2 separate regions of the Rattus norvegicus genome follow, and region 1 is linked to region 2. Evidence: chromatin contacts called from public Hi-C data. All regions are on one chromosome and are shown on one strand. Each heading gives the region's core, a stretch centred on a gene start, on an enhancer-like site or on the middle of the called end of the contact. The rest is flanking DNA. Distances are from core to core; before and after follow the strand shown.

Region 1 (6,410 bases), core at 1,956-4,455, 44 kb after region 2:
AGGTCAGCCAGGGCTACACAAAAAACTCTGTCTTAGGGGGCTGGAGAGATGGCTCAGTGCTTAAGAGCACTGACTTCTTTCAGTTTTGTTTGTTTTTTTTTTTTTTTTCCGGAGCTGGGGACCGAACCCAGGGCCTTACGCTTGCTAGGCAAGCGCCCTACCACTGAGCTAAATCCCCAACATAAGCACTGACTTCTTAAGAGGTCCTGAGTTCAAATCCCAGCAACCACATGGTGGCTCACAACCATCTGTAATGGAATCTGATGCCCTCTTCTGGTGTGTCCTAAGACAGCAACAGTGTACTTATATATAATAAATAAATCTTTTTTTTTTTTAAAAAAAGAAACTGTCTTTAAAAAGTTCTGAATAGGGGTTGAGGATTTAGCTCAGTGGTAGAGCGCTTGCCTAGCAAGCGCAAGACCCTGGGTTCAGTCCCCAGCTCCGAAAAAAAGAAAAGAAAAAAAAAAGTTCTGAATAAATAAAATTAACAAGTGTTGCTCAGTGACAAAGATATACACATAGGTAGGGGGTGTGTTGTGAGCCTGTGTGAGGTTCCCAACACTGCTCACCCTTCATGGCCTACTATATTCCTAGCCTCAGTCCTCAGCAACTCCTTCCTCGCTGTCTTCTACCCTCGCCCAGCCCCTGCAGCCTCTGCAGCCTTCTCACATCCCCTTCTTGCAGGAAGTAGTAACTCCGGTTTCCCCTTCCGATCTGACTCAGGCTGCTGTCTGAAACACTTGGAGGCAGATGGAGATTTCCCTGCACCCAGTAACTGTGTGCTTTCCTTCTGTGAAACATTTCTCTCCCTGTGGTAGTTATTTGTTCTATGCTGATTTGCCCCCGGATAAATTATAAACTCTCTGAGGGCAAAAATATTGGTGTCCTTAGAATCTAGAATCAGAAAAGTTTGATGCATGAACGGGAGTGACTGATAGAACAGTCAGCAAAGTGTTTGTGAATGTGGAAATTTCCCAGCCTGGAGAGACACACACATCTGTACTCCCAGGACTAGTTACACAGAAAAAAAAAAAAAAAAAAAAAGAAAGAAAGAAAGAAAAAAGATCAGCCTGAGCCTCAAAAAAAAAACAAAAAAAAAAAAAAAAAAGGAAAAGGTAAATTAATTAATAACACGGAGCTTTTTTCCTTATAGGGATTTTTGGGTTTTTTTGGTTGTTCGATTGTTTTGTTTGCTTTGCTTTGGTTTGTTTGGTTTTTTTTAGACCTATGCAGTTTTATGTGTATGAGTGTTCTGTGTACAGGTATGTCTGTGCACCACACACATGCAGCATTGTGGAGCCCAAAGGGGTGTCACAAAGCCTCTGGAAATGGAGTTGCAGCCCATTGTTAGCTGCCACATGGGTGCTGGGAACTGGACCTGCGTTGGCAAGAGCAACAAGTGCTCCTAAACTTCCGAGTCCCGGCCCTTTGCACAGTTATTTTTTATAGTCATTTTAAAGTAAATTTTTAAAAAAACAAATATAAATATTTAAAACGGAAAAAATACTTTCTCCCCTTCTGGGATAACTTTCTTCCGTCTTGGAAGCAGCTTTTGAGCAATTGTAATTATTATGATTTTACGCCATCAGACTGCAGACTGGCTCGCCAAAAGTCACAGGACAAAACAGTAGTGCTGTTGCCAGCACTAGACTACATCTGTCCTTGTCCAGATGTTATCTCTCAGAACTATCTATTTACTGATTAACCAGTCCCGGGACTTTTATTAGACACAAACCAAGAAGCCAAGATAATGAGATTAGTGGAAAAGGAATTTGTTCCTTTTTCTTGGTGGTCTGAGATAAACAAAAGTATGTATGGTTGGTTAGCGAAGAGGTTTTTGTTTGTTTGGTTGGTTGTTTTTTTTTTTTTTTAACTTTTTTCTTAAAGGAAGAAATAACTCCCTGAGGAAAAAGGAAATTCAGAATGCCAACTCACAGCTCGGGTCTTTCAAGAAATGCATTGGTTTTTTTTTTTGTTTTTGTTTTTTTTTTTAGTTAAGGTCCTTGACTATTAGGAGAGACTGGTAGAAAGAGGGGACTCCATTGAGAAATTAAAATGAGCATTAAAATGAAAACGAGTTTCAGTTTGAGAGAAACCTCCCCTCTGAAAAGCAAAAGGAGGCCTCCTGTCTTTACTACACGTTCAGGCTGTTAATCTATTTAAATAGATCTACACAATTTCAAAATAAAACAGTTGGAAAGGAGGCCAGATACCACGTGTGAGGGCCAACAAGCCCGCTGTGCCTGCCTCTGGTGATTTCATCATTGAGTTCCTCAGGGACAGTTGACTTGGAATTTTTCAAGGGGAAAAAAAAAGAGGGATTTTGTGGGGGGGGTGGTGGTTGTTGTCCTAAGAGGAATTACAAATTGTCTGTTGATTTCAACAGTCTTGATAATCCTTGGCTTTCTTCCCAGGCCTGTGAGAAACTCCAGCAACATCCTGTCTTACTTAGCAAGTTTCGTTTTCTCCTAAAAAGCTTTCTATCCATAAACTCGGCCTCTGTGGGATTTTTCACTTTTTTCTTTCTCTCCAGTCTCTACCGCACTTCTGCAAGCTGGCATGAAACTTGCCAAGAATGGAGTCTGGAAAGCAAATGTCTTACAATGCCTGACCCCAAATGGTCTATCTCTAGTCATCTTGCCTAAAGACCCAGGTTGATCCGAGAAGCCTTTTACCCTGGAAAGATATTTCCGCTGTCAGGGGAGGAAGGAGCCCTTGTAGGTAGGAAGCCTAGGCTCTGGGGTTCAGGGATTCAGGGCCTCCAGGGCTCTGGGGTTCAGCAGCTCAGGACATCCTGGGTTAAGGGGTTCAGCATCTGGAGGCTCTGGCCAACCTCAACACCAGCTCCTACCCAATGGGCCTTCTTCCTCTGGGTCATCTCAGCCGCCCTCGAGAGATATTCCTGAGCCCTGTAGCCTCCACACCATGAGCTGGGCTTCTAGAGGCATTGGTGCCTCCCACACTTGCCAAATCTCCTATGAAAGCCGCACACCGCTCCCTCCCGGCATGCCCAGGGTCGCTAAGTCTCCACTCTGCTACCTAGGGAAAATGGCTTCCTCAGGATAGGAGGCAGAGGGACAGTGGGGACAGAGAGTAGAGCCCCAGGGCACATATTACCTTTCCTCCCTAAAGTGCTTCTTTTCTTCAGCCGATCAGATCGGTGCAGGCAGCCGCAGCAGCTAGCTACACACGTAGAGTGAGCGTTGAGCTCCGGGTGGAGGAAAGTTCTGGAAGCAAACCGGCTGGGCATGCGCACTGTGCATAGCCCAACTAGAAGAGGTCACAGAATCAATGGCTCAAGATTTCAACCCTGTGGCTGATGCCAGATCTGCCCAGCTGAGTTCTGGTCCCTGTTTGTCACTTGCGAACACTTATACCGAGTATTTACTGTACTTGAAGAACACTGTTCCAGGATCGGTGCTGGGTTACCACCAGGTTCAAACGTGGGTCTTTAAAAACCCTCCTGTAATAGAAGGCGAGACTAGAGTATCCCAGACCATCTAACTATATCCGATCTGTGAGGATGAGCCTTGACGTGTCGGGAGCACCTGCAGCAGAGAGGACTGACGGCTTGTGGAGCTAAGAGAAGACTCCCCAAAGCTGGGGCGCTGAAGAGGATAAATTACCATGCTGCATGCAGCCTAAGCATGCCCAGTGGTCACATTACAGACACGAAAGAGACACGAGCAGTGAATCAGAAAGTGAGAAGAAAGAGTGATGCAAGAGGCCGAGAACGTAAACCAGACAGCCCATGCTGAGCCTTCGCTCTAAGAAGTCTCCATCGGCTCTGACTGGCTCGATGCTACTTGCAACAGGGCGTATGCTCTGTCGGGGCATATGCACACGTCGACAATTTCTGACATGCACATACTGAATTTTAGGCAGTTCCACTCCCCACTCCCCTCTCTCATCCCTCACTCCTGATGGAAATGGTCTTCTTCCCAGAAATGCCCCTCCTACTCTGAACCCTTGTTTTCTTTTTTGGCGCATAAACATTAATTAAGGGTGGAGCCTCATGAGCCCCTCCCCTAGGTATGATGAAACGATGACCGATGCTCTGTGTGTCCTAAACAGTTGCAATGCAATGGGCCGACCAGTCCAGAACACTATCTCAGTACTCCTCCCCAACCTCTGGCTCCTTCTAGCCCCTTCTCTGGGATGGTCCCGGAACCCGGGGACAGTGGTGACAGGTGTACTGCTGAGGGTCGGAATACTCAGTAATTCTCTGCCCTTCGGCTAGTTACAAGTCTCTGATAGACCACTACCCACTGGCAGTCTACTCTTGCTATTAATCTTAACAACCACTTGTGAAACTGGGATTTATTGTCTAGAGAGATCCAAGGCTGGCAGAACTGGACTAAATCTGATGACTAAACTTATCAAAAGTCACCATAAGTTTTGCTTTTCAAACTGATTTCCGTAACATTTTATTTATATGTTATTAATCTAGAGATAAACCATTAAAAAGCATGGATTGCGTAACATAAAAGATGAATGTAATTATCCCCATATTCTAAAACATGCATTCCTTAGGGATACGGGAAGATTATTGCTCCAAGGACAGCCATCAGTCTGGGAAGGCTAAACAACAACAACAACAACCTCTTAGACATTAGTGGGGCACAGGATGCAGATCTACAAACCCAATACTCACAGGCTGAGGCAGGAGAATGGCCTGTTCAAAGTCAGCCTGCTATACACAGTGAGACCTTGACCTTATCTTCAAAAGAAAAAACAAACTGTATTACAATGATTAATGCCCAACTGAGGTTCAGCCTTACCCTATAAAGTTTATTTCTTAGCATATATTATAATAATACGGGCTGGAGAGATGGCTCAGCGGTTAAGAGCGCTGACTGCTCTTCCAGAGGCCCTGAGTTCAATTCCCAGCAACCACATGGTGGCTCACAACCATCTGTAATGAGATCTGATGCCCTCTTCTGGTGTGTCTGAAGACAGTGACAGCGTACCGTGTACTTACATAAAACAAACAAATAAATCTTAAAAAAATAATAATACATAGAATATATTTATCTATTACAATAATGTAGTATATATTTTGCATATTTCCATTTCTCTCTCTTTAGGGAGAAATTTACTTTTGATTTTGGTTTCTTTATTTTAAACTTTAGTTAGGTTCCATATGATTTTCCATAGGGAAAGGGAGTATGTAAGGAAGAAGTTGGTAAAGATTGTTCAGATGTCTTTTACCTTGATTTGGGGAATATTTTTAGTTTTGATCTTACCAAGGTTAGGGTATACCTTGGGTTGTAGCATTGCCTGCTACCTGAGGACTCTCGAAAACTGCCTTCAATTCAGTCAAACTCCAGCGGGGAGGAGGGATAAAGAGGGCCGAAAGCTGCTGCCTAACAGAGAGGAGAGGAAAAGTAATTTACGTGATAGTTGTTCATTTTGTCCAGATAAACATTTAAAAGGAAGATGCGCAAGCTGTTTCTATGAAACCCTGGTCCAGCCACCTCTAGAGGAGGTAAAGAAAGAATAGAAAGTCTTTGTGGAGACGGTCGAAGTCTGGACACGTATGCAGTCAATTACAGAACAATAGCATCTCTTAGCTATTAACTTTCCCTTCCACTAATGAGTGCACTCAATGATTTTGTGAAATAAAGCCAAAGAATTCTAATAGTTTTTACCAGTCCTGCCTTAATTAACAATTGTGTGAGGTAGAGCAAAAAAAAAAAATACTTTGTTTTATTTAATACTTTTTGCCAGTCGTGTCCAGCATTTGGTCAGACCCTTGCAATATCTCCATGATGTCCTAAGGCACTATTGTCTGGCCTCGATGTATCACAGGACTATATATAGCACCAAACACATATAATGCACTTTTGTTTTCATTTGTTCCTTTTTCTCAGATCCTATTTTGAAAGGGAGGTTGTTGGCTCTGTTCCTTTGTCCTTTGTCGTTTTATATCTGTTTCTTTCATCTAGCTTGCATCCTGTCCAAGCACTATTCTCCGAGGAAGCATTTCTCTTGCTGCAATACTGACTCTTGTTTTAGTCTCAACATCTACAAGAATTTAGAACAATGAGAGCATTTTTTTTAACAGCTACTCTGCTTTTTAAACTCTTTGCTATTGAATGTCATTTAACACACGTAGCTTCTTTAAACTCGGGAATGTTTGCTTTCTTGTTTTACAGTCACACTGTGAGTGGCACAGACGGTTTGCGAAACACTTGGAAAGGGTGGCAGGGAACAGAACAGCTGTGGCTTATGCCACTAATCAATTACGGTGACGGCGACTTGCAGCAACAGCCACACAAAATGGATTTACCCCTCACAAATTAAGAAGCTTATTGTCACGGGAAAATATTAATGTATTGTGTAGAGAGGATCACTTCCCAGGAGGGAAGCACATCTCCAACCTTCGTCATAGGGCATTAATAAACTCA
Region 2 (6,612 bases), core at 392-2,891:
GTAGGCGTGAGCTACCACCTGACTCAGAAAGTTTCAAAATACCCAGGTAGCTAATGTTTTTGTTGTTGTTTGTTTGCTTTGTTTTTGTTTTTTTGAGAGTCTCTTGTAGCCCAAGCTGACTTCCAATTTGTCTTATAGCTCAGGATGTGCTTGAATTTCTCATTCTCACCTCCTCTGCATCTCTGCCCTGCCGCTGCCCCTGCCCCTGCCCCTGCCCCTGCCACAGCCTCTGCCTCTCCAGTGTTGGGATTGCAGGCATGTGCCACAGAGCCTGCTTTATGCAGTCCTGTGGATCAAACCCAGGGATTCCTTTATGCAAGGCAAGCCCTTCCCCACCTGAGATTCCTTTCTAGCTTCTTTTCTGTTTGGGGTTTGTTGTTTGTTTGTTTGAAACTCCTCCTGCTTCACCGTGCCTAGGATACTATGGTTCTTTTATTCAGTGCTGTGGGCAGGCCAGGCAGTGAGTGGAGTGCAGGAGGTGTCAGATGCCGAGGCCTGTTCCTGCCAGGGCTTCCTGGGTCGTTTATGCGGTTTTTGGAATGCCATCTGGGCGTGGCCTACCACAGGAAGTCCAGGCTTCCCTGCTAGACACTATCTTCCAGGTAAGCCTCAGGTCCGTAAGCCCTTGTCCATCCACCGCATGTGGCTGTAAGTTACAATATGCATACCATGAAGAGCTGGAAAGTCCTTAGTTCACAGAGAAATTCTGAACCGCTCTTCCAGTGGGTCTCTCACAGGAAAATGTGGATGGATGTACAACGGGGTTCGCTGTGCACATGAAGACTTCCATATCTCGTGGAAAGAGGTGAGTTATAACCACGCATGCCTCAAGGAAGGACGAACTGGAAGAATGTGGAGGCAGGTTCCCCACAAGCCTGCGCTATCAGGGCCACAGACTGAAGCAAGCCGGTTCCTTCCTCTTTGATCCCCACAGTCTCTTCTGTTGTCTTCTTCAGTTCAGCCTTTTTCTTGCTTTTTGTTTGTTCGTTTTTAAGACATCGTTTTTCTGTATAGCCCTGGCTGTCCTGGAACTTACTCTTTAGACCAGGCTAGCCTCAAGTTCAGAGAGTGCTAGGATTGAAGGAGTGAATGACAGTATCGGGTTCCACTTTTACCATTTTTATCTGAAAAACCATTTCTTTCTCCATAGAGTACAAAATGGGGTGGAAAACAAGAAATGGCAACTTGTGTTCAGCTGTAAGATGTCTGAAAACGACAGGGACCGAGGACAAAGCCAGGGGGAGGCAGGACCTAATTTATCCTAGGTACCTTCTAGATAAGAGCTGACCAGGCAAAGAAAGAAGCTTTCCCTTTCAGCCAGCACCCTGTCTTCTTTAAGGCACTATTAAATAAGTGAACCATTGCACAGCCTGAAGGAAAGACTGAGCTCTTCCCTGCACTTCGGTGGTGTTGTAATCAAATGGGCAATTACTGCCTCTGTCCCCAAAGCTGGAAACCCCCAAGAAGTAACTTGTGGGAACGTCGGCCAAACTTAAAAGAAAACTAAAGATAACTTACTGCTTTTTAGAACTGTGTTCCCCTCTGAAACAGGAAACCTTAACTTTTAGAAGAGAGGAAGTAAATCTAGCAGGCAGGGACAATCCCTGTGTGTGAGGGTGGCAGACGGTGACCAGCCTGGGTCTGGGAGCACTGGCTTAGGACCAATACTTGCCTGCCCCCCCCCTTTCCCCTCTCCCTGCCCCTCCCTCTCCCCCCTCCTTCTTTGCCTCCCTTTTCCATTTTATTTCACACAGGGTAAATGAGGGGGAAGACTGACAACAGACTTGGCTCCTGATTTAAAGGACCTCACAAAGTGAACTGTCACCATTTTAGCATCTATAGGAAACCAAGTTCTAATTCCTTAAGGACTGACTCCCAACTTAAGATTTCTTGCACCTGACTGCACCCACAGTCCCTCCGCCCTTTTGTGCTAGTGAGATGTATCTAATTAGCTCTGTAGGCCTCATTTCTTTGTCAAGCAAGTGCAAACTTCAGAGCTGAGTCTTACGCAATCGCCTGTGTTTTCTCTGAACTAAACTTCAACCCTTAACTACTCAACGTTGCTATTTCCTTTTCTACGTTGTTAAGTCACTTAGTTCTTTGACTTAGCTGCCCATACAATCTGAAGCGGCCTGAACACACAGTTAGACAGCTCAGTGGTAGACAAAGGATGGCACATCTTTTTCTTCTGAGATCTCTGCACATGGGAAAGCAAACTGAGAACAGATAGACAAAAAGCCACTTCCAGGTTTGTACTTAGAAAATACAAGAAAGGCTCAGGTGATACTCTTTTAATGTTAAGGCCAAGAAACAACCTTAAAAACATTTGTAGGTGTTAAGAAACAACAACAAAACTGCAGACCAGGAGTGGGGTTGCATGTTAATCCCAACATTCAGCAAGTCTCTGTGAGTTCGAGGCCAGCCTGGTGAATGCCAGGACAGCCACGGAGGCTGAGGCAGGAGGATTATGAGTATGAGGCACAGTCAGGACTATGATAAGAAAAAGAGAGAAAGGAGGAGGGGACGGAAGGATCAAACTAAAAGAGCCAGGACCTCTGTTACTTCTTAAGCAAGTGTGTGCTACGATACCCCACCCTCTCCACAAACTAAAAACACACAAAAACAACAAAAAACAAAGCAAAGCCACAAGTCGCTTCTCTTTAAAAATTTAACTCAACACCCAGGGAGAAAAAGCCGTAACTATAGCAACATACGGGTTCTGCAGTGGCCGGGACTGTCCCGCGCTCTGCTCTGCGTATAAATAGATGGGAAATCTCTTTTACTTTTCTCACCTTCTAAGTGATTAGGGTATTTTTGCCCCAAGAAAACAGAAAGATCGAGATGAATATGTCTGAGCCTATGCATGAATCCGCAGTGACTGATTCCTAAAATTGTGACGGTTATCAAGTCTCTAAGTGCTAATGTATGCATTCTACCAACTTTCCATCTACCTAATTCTTAGAGTAACACACTAGCTAGACCATACACACGCACGTGACAAAAGGCATTCAGGGACATCGAAGCTCTCTTAAAAGTGACAGCAAGTGTTGATTTTACTGTATTTTCAAATGTTTTAGAGTATATCAACTCTATGCCTTACTATTATGTCCCTGTTTCGCTGTGTGTGTTTTAAAACTAAGCAGCTGGAGCACTAAACTGAAACAAACAAAAAACAAAAAACAAAAATGGCCAAGTGCAGATTCCAGCCCAGCTGTTTTCTAGCCATGTGCGGCGTTGTACATGGGTCTTTCTCCTGTACACACACACATCAAGTAGGGACAGTGGGTCCCCTCACTGTACTATGGATGTGAGAGAGGGAGAGGGAGAGGGAGAGGGAGAGGGAGAGGGAGAGGGAGAGGGAGAGGGAGAGGGAGAGGGAGAGGGAGAGGTGAGCATATATTGGGCACAAAGTAAATGTGAAGAGGAGAGGAAATGTCTGGCTAAAAGAAAGTGGTTTGGGAACATTTCAAACTGAAGTGCAGGGAAGGGCATCAGAGGACCAGAACGGGGGCCTCTGTGCCTGGGAAAGTGAACTCTTTTTTTCTTTTTCTTTTTTTCTTTTTCTTTTTTTCTTTTTCTTTCTTTCGGGGCTGGGGACCGAACCCAGGGCCTTGCGCTTGCTAGGCAAGCGCTCTACCACTGAGCTAAATCCCCAACCCCGAAAGTGAACTCTTAATGTGGACATAAGGAAGTGATATGGGGGCCTAGACAGATGGCCCAGCTGTGGAAAGCACTACTGTTCTCGCAGAGCACCTTGGTTTGACTCCCAGCACCAACATGGCGGCTCACAACTGTCTCTATGCCTGCTCCTGGACTCTAGGCATAGGACATGCACTTGGTGCACAGACACACATGCAGGCAAAATACTCATACACGTAAAAAAATAATTAGCAAAACCTTCGAAAAGAAAATGACACAAAGGTGCTGACTTTCGACCTGGGCACCAAGGCATGCCTAGCCACAAACATCTTCACAGAGCTCATGGCTGAGCGGCTGCCACACAGGACCCTGGCTTAACACCTGGGAATGGTTCTAGCAACCAGTCACACGAGCTTGGTGATCCACAGCTCCCAGTCAGGAGAGCGTTTCTGCACTGACCGCCTTTATTTCAGGTAACTTGTAGAATTCCCTTTAACCTCGGCACCCCTTTCCTATAAAGTCATGCACAGTGTGAATGTCTTTGGATCACCCTTTCAGAGCTGTCTGACCCCATTTCCACAGATTCCAATCATTAGGCACCATATAAAGTCCTTGCAATGGTTTCTAGGTTTAAACTAGTGGTCATCACAAGCACTATGCTATCTAATTTTGAAACTTTTTGAGCTAACTCCCCTCACTTCCTCCCTTAATGGTAACATCATTTGTAACCATGATGCAATTCCCCAGAGCAGGGAATGAACAGCAGTGCCACTAGGATCTGATCCAGGACTCCTCGGTGTAACAATCCTTCCCGACAGATATGAACTTAATAAGGTGATCAAAGTGTTATCAGTAAGTCATTCAAAGTCACAGCGCTCGATACAACACTTAGAAGAAAACGTCATTTCATAATTCTCTTGTTAAAAACAAGCGTATTCTGGGAGGACATTCTAAAACACTGTTTGATACTCTTTAGAAGCATCATTTCTACATTTTAGTCTGCATGCACCTGGTGTGTATGTAATAATAAACACATGCAAAGGCGTGTTCATGTCAGTGTAGGCACACATATGCCACAGCACACACATGGAGGACAGCCCCGAGGGCTGCTCCTTGCTCTCCACTGTGTTTGAACAGGACGTCTTGCTGTTCACAGTGTGTAGTCTGGACTAGCTGGTTTGTGAGAATCGGGATTCTCCTCCCTCTGCCTCTAATCTCGACGTGGGAGCACTCAGGTTACAAAGGACCACCTACTTCCTCTGGCTTCGTGCTCTTGAGATCCAAACTCAGGCCAACTGCTTTACCCACTGAGCCAACTCTATGGCCCTGTCTGTCTGTCTGCCTGTCTTCCTTCCTTCTCTTCCTTTTACTCTTTAAGAGTACAAATTATCTTATTATCTTTTGTGTGCATGCTGCAGGCGTTTCCGTGGTGGATGAATGCAAGTGTGGATGTGTGAGCACTTGTGTGATGTCTAGTGTCTTCACTCTCCATCTCGCTTTCTGAGACAAGAGTTCCCACTGAATCTGGTCAGCAGCTCATCAATTTACCTGGACTGGCCAGCCGATGAGCTCAGGGATTGACTCATCAGTACTGCTCCAGCACTAGGGTCATGATATGCCAGGTCCCCTATACACTGAGCTATCTCCCCACAGGTGAGTTCTATTTCTAACAAATATCCATCTGTGATCAGATACCAAAGTGTGGCTGCCTTTCCTCTAAGTCTAATTAACAGGTGGTTCCCACTTATCAATGGTGCCTAATTCAAGTTTCATTTGAAAACTCTGTCTTTTCTACTAATTTTTCTCACGATCACTAGAATGTTTATTTCCAAATCACTGTGAGGTAACTATTCTGGCCGGCTAGCCTAGAAAGCTGATCTACTTTTCTTTTTTTCTTTTTTCTTTTTTTTTAATTAACTTGAGTATTTCTTATTTACATTTCGAGTGTTATTCCCTTTCCCAGTTTCCGGGCAAACATTCCCCTCCCCCCTCCCCTTCTTTATGGGTGTTCCCCTCCCCATCCTCCCCCCATTGCCGCCCTCCCCCCAACAATCTAGTTCACTGGGGGTTCAGTCTTAGCAGGACCCAAGGCTTCCCCTTCCACTGGTGCTCTTACTAGGATATTCATTGCTACCTATGAGGTCAGAGTCCAGGGTCAGTCCATGTATAGTCTTGCTGATCTACTTTTCTAAGGAGAAAATCCTCTAGGTCTCGACCTGAGATGTGAAGCTGCATTTATTCGCTGTCCCCTCAGCTTGATGAGCAAGACCACCTTTATCTCTTCCCTGGTCCCTCCACTCTCGATTTTCTGCTCCTGTTGAACAGTAACTTGGATGATTAGCAACCTCCTAGTCTGGACGCTTCGCTTGCCGGAAGCCTGCGACTCCTTTCTCTTCCTCCAGCCTCTGATTCCCATCTCGAGAACTATTTTGGAGTCTCTGGGTTTAGGACCTGTTTATAGGCCTTGTGGCTTTCCAGAGTCCACCGAGGAACCCTGCACGTTATATAGATTTGGGGAAAACCCCACAGCAACAAGCAAAAATCTATCCCTACTAGGTTAGCCTTACAGAACTCAGTGTGCTACCTGGGTATCCTCTCAATTTGTATTTTATATTTTAAATATAAACTCTAAAGGTTCTAGAGGTTCCATTTCATTTCATGTGTATGGGTGTTTAGCCTACATCCCTGGGATGAAGGGAGAGAGAATACCTGGGGTGGCTGGGGCTCTAAGAAAGGATTTGAAATGAAAGTGGCCAGTGGGGAAATACAGTGGACTTAGGAGGGAGCCAGTTCCTCGTCTGCTTCTCCCCCACTGGCTATGGAAGGTCTCTTGGCCTCCATCTCATACAGACTCCTACAGTCAGGAGCTGACATGCTTAGTTAAACATCAGCTCCTGACCATTTCAACCAAGGGTCAACAACAGCTCTGTCACCATTCTCCTTGTTTGTGGGACGTGCACTGGATGTTCTTGT

What was found. Hi-C and Micro-C count contacts between places; a contact is called where the count stands out from the background.
Region 1: a contact with region 2 is called in a Hi-C map of liver, with 3 times the contacts expected there. The contact joins the promoter of Art3 here to the enhancer-like site in region 2. A contact is called at or near these places in 5 of 12 Hi-C or Micro-C datasets (the A7r5 cell line, the Rat2 cell line, hepatocytes and 1 more).

What each region holds. Positions count from the first base shown.
Region 1 is chr14:16,000,518-16,006,927 of GRCr8, forward strand. It overlaps Art3 (ADP-ribosyltransferase 3), which reads right to left and starts at 3,206. Exons shown (of 10, transcript NM_001012034.1): 1 at 3,118-3,206.
Region 2 is chr14:15,958,335-15,964,946 of GRCr8, forward strand. The region is part of intron 1 of Art3 (ADP-ribosyltransferase 3); the gene reads right to left. Among named protein-coding and RNA genes, the nearest start is that of Cxcl11, 12 kb to the right of the region's middle. Within about 2 kb of position 1,642, at least 9 of the 93 cell types and tissues checked have an H3K27ac peak or open chromatin away from gene starts, as enhancers often do. A contact at or near this core is called in liver, where this site is marked.